Linked DNA regions of Gossypium hirsutum: region 2 is linked to region 1. A link is a contact called in public Hi-C data. All regions are on one chromosome and are shown on one strand. Each heading gives the region's core, a stretch centred on a gene start, on an enhancer-like site or on the middle of the called end of the contact. The rest is flanking DNA. Distances are from core to core; before and after follow the strand shown.

The links. A called contact is a pair of places that touch in the nucleus more often than the background predicts.
Region 2: a Hi-C map of leaf shows a contact between it and region 1, with 2.2 times the contacts expected there. The contact joins two enhancer-like sites. A contact is called at or near these places in 2 of 34 Hi-C or Micro-C datasets (both in leaf).

Annotation. Positions count from the first base shown.
Region 1 is chrD11:50,703,547-50,706,419 of Gossypium_hirsutum_v2.1, reverse strand. No RefSeq gene overlaps it. Among protein-coding and RNA genes, the nearest start is that of LOC121223135, 9.0 kb to the left of the region's middle. Within about 2 kb of position 1,344, at least 2 of the 9 cell types and tissues checked have an H3K27ac peak or open chromatin away from gene starts, as enhancers often do. A contact at or near this core is called in leaf, where this site is marked.
Region 2 is chrD11:50,952,555-50,955,427 of Gossypium_hirsutum_v2.1, reverse strand. No RefSeq gene overlaps it. Among protein-coding and RNA genes, the nearest start is that of LOC107913614, 26 kb to the left of the region's middle. Within about 2 kb of position 1,482, at least 1 of the 9 cell types and tissues checked has an H3K27ac peak or open chromatin away from gene starts, as enhancers often do. A contact at or near this core is called in leaf, where this site is marked.

The sequences.
Region 1 (2,873 bases), core at 95-2,594:
TAATTTTTTTGGTACATATATGTAATTTAATTTAATAATTGATAGTTAATTTTTGAAATACTCATTTATATATTTCATATTCTGGAATTCTTAAGTTCAATATAAATTCGATGTAATTTTATAATATTCCATTACGTATACCATAAATTGATTAGCAATTTTTTTCCGGCATTCATAATGAATTTAATAAAAATTACTCAAATTAACGAGATGTCTTACCACTTGTCAAGTGAAAATGTGGTTTACATTTGAAAGTTACCAAAATACTTCTTTCTATAATATATATATATATATAGTAAAATCACTCCATTTGTGTATAAAAGTAAGGTTAACAACCCAACCAAATGAGACTTTATAACCAATGTTTTTGAAATTGTCAATTACATCGGTTGAATCGAAAATAGATGAGTTATTAACTAATTAAAATTGTCTTTCACTCATAAATTAAAAATCAGACGAATTGACAAAAAATTAGTTCAACAGATTTTTTCTTTTTTTGAACTAAAATTTTCTAACCACCAACCAACTCTCGTTTACTATCTTCTTATTGTCGCCAGCCAACTATAGTGGCGAAGCCTAGCCAACCCTTTCTTAAAATGTAAAATTTTCTATTAAGGTTTTTTTTATAATTTATACAATTTTAATTAGTAATAGTAAAATTATACTTTGATCCCAAAATGATAAAAAATTAATTTAATTTTTTAAAAATGATAAAGACGTAGACTATTAAAATGATAAAATTACATTTTTACTATTATAAAAATATATAATTTAATTCCAACAAAAATAATTTCCTCGCTCACCATAATTTCAGTCTACAAGCACCGGCCAAAAGCAGCCAAGAGAATGTAAGAGATGAAAAGATGAACCGATAAAACAAAGTCTGAGAAAGAAAGAAAAAATGAAAAGATGAGAAGAAATAGGCAGCAAGGAAATTACGAAAGAGATGAGGGGAAGAATTAAGTTTATTTTATTTTTTTACTCTGGACCTAACATAGTTGGGTCTTATAGTAATTTACAAACATGGTTAGGTTTTAAAAATGCAAATAGTTGGGCCTTGTAGTAATAGCTACTTGGGTTTTTTCTTGTTTTCTTTTATATTATTAAACAGTAAATCGGTCGAATAGGTGGTTAAACCGATTGAATCAGCCAGACTGAAAATCGATAATTTAACTGGTTTAATCACCAATTTAAATTTAAAAACATTAATTATAACAAGTAATGTCGTAAATATATTTGGGCCTTGATAGTTAAGTTCAAAAATCCTATTAGAAGAATCAAATGTGGTCTAACCCAACAAGCCGAAGAAGTAGGTTAGTCCACAACCCAACAATAAACGCAGCTATGGGCCCTTGGATGGACCTAATTCATAAAAATGACTTAGGTAAAATCCTATAGGTAGGAATATAATTAATAAAATATCAATATATTACCTATTTCTATCCATAATCAGAGAAAAATTGGGGTTGAACTCGTAGTCCCAATAATACGATATCAGCTAAATTAAAATTCAATCAACAAAATATATTATATTTTAAATACACTTACATTAAAATAATATGTAAATTTTGATTATAGGAGGTGTTTGACAGATTGGCAGTAAAGAGAGATTGAGAGTAGAAGAGAAGGAAAGAGGCTAATTTATTCCTTTATACGTACTTTTACACCTCATTGCAATGGGAGCCAAATATGACTGACTCACTTTATGTTTGCTTTAATGCCTCAGTGAAGAGGAAAAACAAACAAAAAAAAATAGTGGCAGCTTTCTTCCCCCACTTTAAAGTTCAGGACTTTAGCTACTGTTTCCTTTTTCCTTTTACCCCCAACTTCCAACGTCACCTTAACACAATAAGTATACCGGTTTTTGCTGCTTCTTTTTCCTCTCTTTTAGTTTTGTAAGTAAATAATATATTTCAAGTTTAATATAAAGATTCACCAAACCAAAGTTTTTTCTTTTTTAATAGAATAGCATATTTTTAGATATATTGTATTACTTTATTTAGTTTTTAGTTTATGAAATATAATATTACTTGAACCAAATATCTCTTACTATCACTGTTTTTAGAATAGGACCAGTCTGGATATTGGTCCGGAAGAATGGGTTGGATGACCTGGTTAAAAAGTCAATTGAATCAGGCTAAAAATTAGTTGAATCAGTTTTCTCTATTTTTAAATTTTTAATAATTTATTCAATTGAACCAGACAAAATCAATCAGATCGAGAATCTATGGTTTGATCGATTCAATCATCTGATTCTAAAAACCTTGCTTATAGTTTTTATGATAGAAAGGTTAAATTTTGCCATTAGTCATTGTACTATGCATAAATTGTGAATTTAATTTTATACTTTAATTGGACCAAATTTAGCCCCTATACTTTTTGAAATGATTGATTTTAGTCTCTCTACTTTTCAAAATTTGAAATTACAATCCTAAACCCAATCTATAGAAGCGAAATCTAGTTGGCTAAATTATGCTATTAATCTTGTAATATGTGTAAATTGTGGATTTAATCCCTATACTTTAGTTTGTTCAAATTTAGTCCTTATACTTTTTGAATTGATCAAATTTAGTCCTTGTACTTTTCAATTTTTGAAATTACAATCTTAACCCAAACAATAGCAATTAAATCCAGTTGGTTAAATGTTACTATTAATTTTGAACTATGCGTAAAGTTATAAATTTAATTCACATTCTTCAATTGCATCATTCTTAGTTTCTATACTGTTCGAATTTCAAAATTTTAATTTTGACGCAAGCAACAACAGTTAAACCCATTAACTGACTTTTTTTAGTAATATGTGAAAATCACAAGTTGGCATGGTTTTACAAATATGGTAATATATTTGCTACGTCAAATTTTAAAAATAACAA
Region 2 (2,873 bases), core at 233-2,732, 250 kb before region 1:
TTTCAGAATATGCTAACAATCCGCCTATTTGACCCTGTATTAATTATATAAAGTTTGACACGTGATAATTAATGTTACATAACTTTTAGTACGTATGTACTTATATTAAGTTGTTACCGCTTCGTATTTTAATTATTTTTCATACTTTTAAAATTTAAAATAAGTATAAAAGCGAGGAGTAAATGGTTAGGTTGAGGTAGAGTGGCGTGGATCATGTGCCCAAACCAAAAGACATGTGATTTAGCACATTGGGTCATTAATTTCCTCATGGGCAATGCTTGAAGTTTCCACCAAAAAGCATAGGTGCCTGCCATTGCCACCTTTTTATCTTAAATTTTATTTTGCAAATAATTAACATATAAGGTATCTTTGTGTGTTTAATCAGTTGAAAAGTGAGTCAAAATTTGATATGTAAAAGAATTACTTTCTTTAAAATTTAACTTTCCTTCGAAAACTACTTCCTTATAAACATGTCAATATAATTCTTATGATAAATGGTAAAAGAATTACTTTTTCGTATAGGTTGAAAAGTTAAAAATATATTAAAGATAAGATTAGCCCCATTTTATTTTTGATTTAGGATATTAATTGAATGTAAACCAATTTTCTTGTTATTTCAATGGATTCTTTACAAGTAAATTTTTTTAAATTTATTTTCGATAAACATATTTAATCATTTACATGTTATATTTATTTTATGTTGCTTTCTTATCTTTCCCTTTCAATATATTGACTTGAGTTTCAATTCATTATAGTATTCATTCCAAAACAAGTTTTTTATACGAAGGATTTTATGTATGCATTGTTATATTTAGAATATATATGCAAGATAATTTTGAAATAATTTTATTTTCAATCAAAATTATCAATTAAAATATTATTAATTATTTAATTCCAAGATTTATTACTAATAAAGTTTATTGTTTATTGTAAAATATTAAGCACATGGATATTATTTTTATTTAATAAGGGTAAGTTTGTAAATTATTATTATATTATTTTTTTGAAACAATCTCGTTATAAGTTCTGATCATATGTGCTCCTCCCCAACCCATAAATAGGAGGATAATTCACTTTAGCACACTTAAACTTATGTCCTCCTGCATTGACAACAATGCTCATATCAATCGAGCTAAGACTCAATCGACAATTATCATTATATTCTTAGTAAAGTATTTAATGAACCAAACATGATAATATTGTTTTTCAATAATTTTAATTAATACTTTTCAATGTTCACTAAACATTATAAAATAACTTTTTCATCAATTATATTCCTGATTATTACATCCTAAAAAATCACATTTAGTTGAAATTATAACACGGGAAAGTACCAATCACTATTAAGTGATTTGAATTCAACTAAGATATTTCTACTTGTTAATATGAAGAAGAAACCGTGTTTGAGCTTATGCCTAACTCAAAATTTTAATGGGTTTCTAGTTAAGCCATTAGCATATCAAAGAAATTGTCCAACTTCTAATGGACCAGTCAACTTCATAGGCCTTATCCTTCATTTTGGATAACCCAAATCCCTTTAGTGGACACGATAATGGGTCTGTATTTATATTTTGTGATTATATTTTTAATTTAAAATTTAATTTTTAGATTTTTATTTTGAGACATTGAGTTGTTATATTTTTCTGATTTAAAGGCCTTGGTCCCTCCGTTTAATTTTGTCATTAGTGACTGTTATAAAAAGATAAAATAATTTTTTTAACACTCAATATTTTTATTTTTTTGTCAATTTGGTCATTACCCTTTAAAAGTAAAAAAAAACTTAAAATTTATTTTTTTCCAATATTTTAAATAAAAAGAAGAAAAATATAATTTTTAAAAATCAAAATTTATAAAATAAAAAATTCAAAATTCAAAAAATTAAAAATATCATTTTAAATATATAAATTTTTTTTCCAAAATTCAATGTTGTCTAATTTGGTACTGGTTGGATTGAGAATCAACTAGACTTTCGGCCCGATCAGGGGTAAAAAATCAATTGATCCATAAACTGATCCAAAGTGGTTGAATCAATTTATAAACAATTGAACCGACAATTGAACCAATTTTTATATTAATATTTTTATATTTTTTATTTTTTAACAATTTATTAATTTTGAACCAATCAGACCATTTGAAATAGGAACTGATTGGTTTGACCAGTTCGACCATTAGTCTGGTTCCAAAAATATTTTCAAAATTTCAAAAAACAAAATGTTATGTACTCCTTGAATGATAATAAGATGTGTTCATTGGACATGTAACCCAACCATTTCGATTGACCCATTTTAAATATAGATGATTAAAAAATTAATATTAATTGTATATTGATTTATATTAATTGATATAAAATTTGTGTTAATTTTTATAATTAAATATTAATATAAGTTTTATTTTTTATTATTTTAACATTAAAATCGGCCAAGTTGAAGCGGCCCAAGGTTCCTAATTTGAACGGCCTAACTGATTCAAATCAAATAAATTATTAAAAATAAAAAAAATATTGTTATACCACCCCCAACTGGGACACATGGCAACATAAAAAACAAATCGAAAAGGCACCCGCAAGTAGCCCTTCGTCCCTACAACCTGGATGGTTCCTCAGTGATTAACTACTTGCGCGCCTCATATCACCCGTGAGAAGTGACCATCTATCCTTAACCACCCGAATGGAGCCATCCACTATTAATGGATACACTCTCCTTAATGAGGACACCACTCGGGAATCATTATACCTCCCATTGAACTACTCGAATTTTCTAGGAATTTCAAAATAAAAGCACTTCTTCATACTTTCTCTTCATCAGGGATAGATCTTCTCCTTATAAGGGTGAACCGTTCTAATTGACCATCTCTTATTTTATTTTCAATGACTA